2 separate regions of the Arabidopsis thaliana genome follow, and region 2 is linked to region 1. The links are chromatin contacts, called in public capture Hi-C maps. All regions are on one chromosome and are shown on one strand. Each heading gives the region's core, a stretch centred on a gene start, on an enhancer-like site or on the middle of the called end of the contact. The rest is flanking DNA. Distances are from core to core; before and after follow the strand shown.

What was found. Capture Hi-C pulls out chosen DNA fragments and counts their contacts.
Region 2: a contact with region 1 is called in a capture Hi-C map of seedling, with 1.8 times the contacts expected there. The contact joins the promoter of HB-7 here to the promoter of DOG1 in region 1. A contact is called at or near these places in 2 of 3 other capture datasets (root and seedling).

The regions. Positions count from the first base shown.
Region 1 is chr5:18,589,333-18,593,196 of TAIR10.1, reverse strand. DOG1 (delay of germination 1) reads left to right here and starts at 1,691. Exons shown (of 3, transcript NM_001344644.1): 1 at 1,691-2,187; 2 at 2,542-3,010; 3 at 3,455-3,759. The coding sequence starts at 1,701. The coding sequence ends at 2,981.
Region 2 is chr5:19,029,372-19,033,525 of TAIR10.1, reverse strand. It overlaps HB-7 (homeobox-7), which reads right to left and starts at 2,682. Exons shown (of 11, transcript NM_001344704.1): 1 at 2,573-2,682; 2 at 1,840-2,008; 3 at 1,483-1,718; 4 at 932-1,049; 5 at 540-722; 6 at 1-316. The coding sequence starts at 1,986.

The DNA of each region.
Region 1 (3,864 bases), core at 442-2,941:
TGTGTTATCATAAAAAATAAATAAAAGATAAGGTCATATGTCATCATAACCTGAGCCTAAAGGTAACGACTAACGACAACCGTGACATACTTTTTCATTAAGCACGTTACACGACGAGACTAGCGTAGTACGTGTCGAACTATCCTCATACGTGTTTGATTCACTGCTATAAATAGAACCAATAATAACGATGTTAATATTTGGTTCTTAATCAAGATATTGTGGACCGCTTGTCCATAATTCCCTCGGAAAACCAAAACAGGTATTATATTCAAGATTCGACCTCGTGATTTTGAGGTGCATTATTTTTTGTAGAAGATTTCCATCTTCTTTTTTTCACGGCTCTCAAAGGTTTCCTTGTACACAAGTTACACTACACTGAATAATTTTCTTTATTGCATCCTTTAAACAAACTTTTGTATATTATTTTGATATTGAAATCCACCATATATATGTCTTTTTTTCTCTGTCGCTTCCTATTTGATGCATGTGAATAATTTTCACTACTATATAACCAGTTTTCTAATCATTTTCTCCGTAGTAAAAGACAAAAGTAAATTAACGAAGCTCGTTATAATAATTTAGTACTTACCAAAAAACGTCCAAAAGTTGGAGATAACTCGTTTCCAAGATATTCTACACCTCTTCTTAAGTCTCTGATCCCCAAAGAATAATAATTATTTATACGAAAATATATATAAATATAACATACTGTACAATCCGCTGTCTCAGGACATCCAAAAAAATCATTTATATCAGTAACAAAAAAAACATATCGTGAATATTAAAAAATCATCAAATAAGTGATACCAATGAATTAGTTGTTAACCACAGTGATTTAAAAGACTGATATTTTAATTGATGAATCCTAGGAATGAAAAGTTGATAATTGTATGATCTAATCTCCAATTTCTTTCCTCTTTAAAGAGGTAAAATTGCCACATGGAACATTTAACACCATTCTGAATTTCTGATTCCAGGAACGTTGTCGTATCATATCTACTCGTGTAAGTCTTAGATCGATTTAGAACTTAGAAGAACAACACTTCTTGTTTTATCCTAATTAATACTATAATATATGCATGTAAAATCTTGTTTTTTCTATATCGGGTCAATGTGAATTGATATATTAGTTTGTGAGTGTGTCGGCTTCCGTAACTTACAGGAAGGGTTTTTACTTTTCTTTTTCAGATAATTAATGAAGAAGAAGAAAATACAACCAAATTTACACAAAAATAATGGCAAATTAAACTATTTTGGAACAACAACTCGCACTCTCTATTAGTCCTCCACGTAATGCATGCATGCGTTATTTCTTTTATTTCCTCGGAAAGCACGTACTAATCTTCCAACTTTCAATACTAATACTCGTTTTAATATGTGTCCAAGTAAACATTTTCTGTCCAAGTTCATTTTCAACTTTTGAGTTGTCAATGTTTCTATTTTTCCTCTTTATTTTTGACATTTGTCATTGTTTCCCTATATTAAATTTAAACGATAATAATTTGGTTCGGTTAATATAACGCTACTAAATATATATTTAGAAGAAAATTTAATTGTTTAATCATAATTCAGTTTATTCGACATTTTTATCCATAAGTATTATAATGTATAGTATTATTTTTAGAGATAATCATTAATCAGAGAATAAAATATAATTCTGGTCCATTTAACTTTTAACTATATATAAACCCAATGAAATGAAAACAAAAACACACAAAACACAAACACGCAAACCAAAAGAGATCAAACCAATAATCAAAATACTCCTCATTATATCAGAAAAAAAAAAAAAAATGGGATCTTCATCAAAGAACATCGAACAAGCTCAAGATTCTTATCTCGAGTGGATGAGTTTGCAATCTCAACGCATCCCTGAGCTCAAACAACTCTTAGCTCAACGACGATCTCACGGTGATGAAGATAATGATAACAAGCTTCGTAAGTTAACGGGAAAAATCATCGGTGATTTCAAAAATTACGCCGCAAAAAGAGCTGATCTTGCTCACCGATGTAGCTCGAACTATTATGCACCCACGTGGAACAGTCCTTTAGAGAACGCTCTAATTTGGATGGGTGGTTGTCGACCATCTTCTTTCTTTAGGCTCGTTTATGCTTTGTGTGGGTCACAAACTGAGATCCGTGTGACTCAGTTTCTCCGCAACATCGACGGCTACGAATCTTCAGGTAAGGGTTTGGACGTTTTCGGTTATTTCGGTTTTGAGGAATAAAAAAATAGACTAAATTTAATTTTTTGGTTCGGTAGTCAGTACGGTGCGGCAAAAAATTTTATTGTCTTCCTTCCGATTTCTAAAATTTATTTATTCTGTTCATTTTGCTTATGACAAAAATAATAGATTCTTAGGTTTTATATTAAGTTGGGTTCGGTTTGAATTTGGAATTTGTTCAGTTCTATATATTATACAAATATATTATTATTTTTAAATAAAATTAATCATAAAAAATGATTCCGAACCATAGATCTATACCAAAATTCTAATGGTTTCGGTTCGGTTGGTTCAATATGGTTTGGTTTGACAGGTGGTGGCGGCGGTGCATCACTTAGCGACTTAAGTGCGGAGCAGCTAGCTAAAATCAATGTGTTGCATGTAAAAATTATAGACGAAGAAGAGAAGATGACCAAGAAAGTCTCAAGCCTACAAGAAGACGCAGCGGATATTCCCATCGCCACTGTGGCTTACGAGATGGAGAATGTCGGAGAGCCTAACGTAGTGGTGGATCAAGCTCTCGACAAGCAAGAAGAAGCTATGGCTCGTTTATTGGTCGAGGCCGATAATCTAAGGGTTGATACTTTAGCGAAGATCCTCGGGATTCTATCTCCGGTACAAGGAGCGGATTTCTTGCTCGCTGGGAAAAAGCTTCATCTTTCGATGCATGAGTGGGGAACTATGAGAGATCGTCGCCGTCGTGACTGTATGGTTGACACCGAAGGTAATGCCGGAGGAGAGGAAGGAAAGTAGTCGTTATTATATTAGATATGATACTATAGGTACGTACGTGTCATATTTAAAATTGCATAATAACAAGGTTTTCAATCTTGATATTATAAAGTTATATATTTGGCATATATTCTAGGGATATATAACCCGTATGTGTGTTACTTTTATTTTCTGAAGACTTATGGTAGCAAGGTGCAATGCGTTATGTTAGTTTATATTATAAATAATTAAGATTTTGCTTTGTATAAGATGGATCTTTTGTTTTTTATTAAATGCAGAAATATAGTTTTATATATAATCTTATATAATAATTATTGTTTCGTTATAAGATTGTAGTTTGTAAGGATAAAAAATAACCTTTTTTTTGGTTAATGGATAAGAAATCATTTATAAGTTACATTTTGATGTTTTAAATTTTATCACTTATCGAAGATATATTTGAATTATTCTATTTTTTATAGTTTATTCACGTCGTGGCATTTTGCGAAATACAGTAATATTCGATGCATGTACAACTGTGAATAGTGGCCCACGCCCCACGGAGACGACAAATAATGAGAGAAATTGAGATTTGTGTGTTTACGTGGCAGCAACATGATCTCGTCTCGACAAGTCAGCTAGGAGATTTTTATCCAAGATTGCATTGGATTTTTATATTCTTAGATTTTTCCATTATTATTTTGTGTGGTAGGGAATATTCATAAAGAAAATTGTGGAGTATCTAAATAAATTGTTGGAAGCATCCTTTTTTTTTCATTGAACGCATCCTTTTTTTTTATGGACTTGGCAGATTTGGTAAAAATAAGAGTTCTAGTTTCGAAAATTCAACTGTATCTATATTAACTTAATTTATATCAAACTTAACTCATTAAACCTAACCAAGCTCTATACTTGAGATAAGATT
Region 2 (4,154 bases), core at 1,433-3,932, 440 kb before region 1:
TAGTAAGTTCTTGAACACAAGAGACAGCGAATTCCATAGCGATAACCTTTTCTTCATCCGCAAGTAACATGTTGTTGTTGTTGTTATTGTTGGCAGTTTGATCTGGGAAGAAACAAGCTGTATCTTGTGGAGGAAGCATCATCATGTCTGTACAAGATTGTTCTGGAAAGTTCCCAGCGTATACACTCATGTCTAGCTCCAATGAAGGTTGATGATGTGGAAGCATCGGAGAAGGATTGATCAATGGCTGAGATGGTGGCATAGATTGCATCGGACGGCCAGTGTATCTCGAGGCAATGCAGCACAGACGATCAAGCTGTGGAATCAACAATCAATGTATTAGGGATGGGCATTTTCACCAATGTTCCAAATTACATAAATTAACACCAAATGATTAGTTTCTTTTGGCAATACGAAATGTCATTTTTATAAATAATTCTTTGATATATTTTCCCAAAACATAGCAAACCCAATGAAACATAAATGTAATTTGGAAGAAATGATTCTTTAAACATAAATGTTAAATGCAAATGGTGTACCTCTTCACGGAGGCGACAGTTCTCAATGTGGATCTCGTTGAAAGGAATGTCGCCAAGGACGGTGGGGCCGCCGCAAGAAGGACAAGAGAGGCACCGTAGCTCCGCCTGAAGATGACAATTCTCCGACTTAAGATTATCGTTCTCTGCCCTTAACATCACATTCTCATTTCTGTCTTGTTGTGCCTATTGATTCAACTCACGAAAGTAATTAATTAGATTGTCGAAAATACTTTTAATCTTTTATATGAACGTACTAACATTGGAGATTTCATTGTCATAAGTGGAAACTTTCATAAGAAATATATTTTAATTTGAGATGAGACTTTAGAAATCAAGATTATATAATCTAATAATTGTTCAAATTGAAGTGATAGAGTGAATTTGTAGCTTACCTTCATTTGGGTACGCCTATTTTGGAACCAAAACTTGACTTGTCGAGGCTTAAGACCAAGTTCAGCACTTAATCTCTTTCTTTGTTTGTCGTCTGGATGAGGGTTTTCTTTAAACAACCTACAAAGATTTAATTTTATCAAAAGTTTAATTCCAATCATGAGATCTAGATTTACATAAAACGTATAAAGTAGTGTTCAGTTTGGTAAAACAAACAAAAAGACATTCAAAGAAAAACCAAATCAAATTTTATTTTGCCTTTTTAATCTTAAAATACCGCAACCAGATAAGAGAAAATTTTCACTTTTTGTTGTTGTTGTTCTAATTTCTTTAAATATAGAATTAGTATCTAACCTTAAAATCAAGATAAAAAAATCCATTCCTAAACCAAAACTATGCTAAACCTAGCCGTTTCAAGTTAAATTTAGTTAATATATTTTATAAACCAAAAAATCCAAAAACTTATGAGGATGAACTTAAAACCAGATTAAACACATCCGAGTGTGGTTAAAATAAAATATAACATATACTGAAAATAATGGCAAAAACATACGCTTCCATTTCTTGGATCTGACGATTAGTGTGTCTGTGATAACGTTTCTTCTTAGCCGGAGGAGGTTGTTCATCGTCATGAAGCTCATTGACATCAGATTCGTTTCCAAACTTTGGATCTTCTGCTTGTTCACTACCTGACCCGAATGACCCACCCGCCGACCCGTTTTCCATCATTTCCTCTACTGTTCCATCTCCCATCATCATCATCATACTCATCATCCCATGCTCTTCCTTCTAGAAAATGATCCAAAACCAAAAAAAAAAAAGTAAATGAAAGATTTTAAAAATTTCAAGAATAAGAAAAGAGAGAGAGGGATTTGAGATAAATGTTTGAAAGTTTTAAAAAGGAACAAACCGGGATAATGGATGAATATGAGTTGAAAGGTATGAAATTGAAATTAGGGTTTTGGATTGTTCCCGGAGAAGAAGAAGACGGCTGCTGCGGCGGCGAAGCAAATCTGTTGTTTGAAGTCATCACATTACCTTCTCCCATTGTCAACATCACTTGGAAGATTTAAAAAAACCTAATGAAAACAAAGATCTCAGTTTAGGGTTTTATTTTGAAATCTTGAAGAAGTAAAGATTCAACAGAAGGAATCTGTGCATGGAAATGAAGAAATATTTTCTGAAATCTTGAAAATTGAATTTAATCTCATTTATCATAAAAAAAAATGAGAGGAGCAAAGCATGAAAGAAACGATTTAATTACCAGAGACGACAGCTAGATCGGTTCATTGTTCAGAAAATATTTTAAATTTAATACACAAAAACGTAACTGGTGATAAAAATACATTTATTGCTCATGAAATCTTTTCAAAATATTTAAGAAAAACAGGTCCAACTAATAAAAAATATATAAAGACACACTATCTGAGAATTCATGAGAATATATATGGATTAAGGAGACAATATTCAAAGAAAACGCTCATGACAAAAATATAAAAAAAATTAGGGTTTGTCTAAGTTTTTCAAAACATAAAAAAGAACGCAACACAAACCAGATAATGGCACTGTTTCTAGTGATATTTTTTCTAGAAAAATATAGAGATTTTCTTTCACTTTCTCTTGTTTTCTCTCACTTTCTTTACCTTGTTTAGCTTCAGAGAGAAAGAAAAAAAAACACAAGAATTGATTCTCTCTCTAATCTCTAAGAGTTTTTTTTTTTTGGGAGCTTCTCTCTAAGTTTTTTTTTTTCTTTCCTTTCGCAATAAATGGAGGAGTAAATTTCTCATTAAATACTTACCGGACCAGAAGGGTAAACGGCAGACTTTTTAGTTTTAACGGCGATAATTAACGGCGTCTAACGTATGAAAAATAACGCTCGTCTAACTCTTCCGTCAACTTCCACCGTCTTGCCACGTGGAGTAATATTAGTGGGAGTCCGTACGTTACCCTCGAAACAAGCGACCCCTCCATAAGTCAAAGCTTTTTTACTCTTATAAGTCAAACTTTTATTCACCACGCGTTAACCGCGTGTTTGCGTTACACTGCAATTTTATTCTGTTTTGTCACAAGTGTTGCATTATTTTGTTTGCCAAAGAAAAACAAAATCTGTTCTTCATTAAGAAAAAGAAGTTGTGTTGGACATTTTAAAAAAAAAATGTAAGAAAAAGTTTCATATACCTTTGTCTATATTACATTTTTTTCTTTTCTTAAGAAACAATTGTTGTTTTTTGTCCAAAAAAAAAAAAAAGAAAAGAAACAATTGTTGTTATTTTAAAACCTATAATTCTATCTCTTTCACTTTAATAAAGAAATTAATCCACTTCATAACAAGTATTTGAGATTTAAAAGTAATAATAATTTATTTGATACACCATTAATAGCTATTAGATTTTTTTTTGTTTAGTATTTACACATATCACTTAGTCATTTTAATTAAAAAAATTGAATCAATTTATAAAAAAAGTTTGGACATTTAAAAACAAAAACAAAATATTTAATACATTATTGAATTGATAAATATTAGATTTTTTCTTACATAGCATTTTTTTCTTTTTTTTTCTTTTGAAACCTATCATTATATTATTTATGTACTTTAAATTTATATCGAATAAAATTTATTGAATAAAATGTTTTGTTTGTTTTGTTTTGCTTATTGTTTTAATTTTAATGCTTCGTCTCTTTGTTCGAGATACTTCTTTGGGGAGAAAGTGGCTCAACTTTGGATTGACAACAAAGGTGACAATATAGTCTCCAAAATTTTATAGGCATTTCAGAATTTTTCAGATCAGAGGAGGAAAATGTATCAAAACTACAGAAAAGTATCCAAACGGGTATGTACTTCTCCAAGCACCAGGAAAGGGTTAACCAAGCACCGGGAAAGGTTAATGGTCAAGATGAAGATCAGTAAGAGCCACTGCATTGACGTGTCCTGACGCCTAATTAATGTTAAACACCAAATTAAAGGAGTTATCGTCTTGATTACCACATGTAGCCATGCCAAGGAAGAGGAAAGGCAGAGTAGTCTCAATAAAGGTCCACCTTGCACCAGAGGGACACAACCCATGAAAGTCTCTCTTTGATCAAAGAGGAAATTGAAAACTAAACTCTCCACAAGGTAAGACAAGCTTGGGGCAGAGAAGGGCATCACCCAAAACCTCTTTTCAGTACAGCCATAGGGATCTATATGTACTACCATCGATCTAGCAGTTGGGTAGCTACATCGAA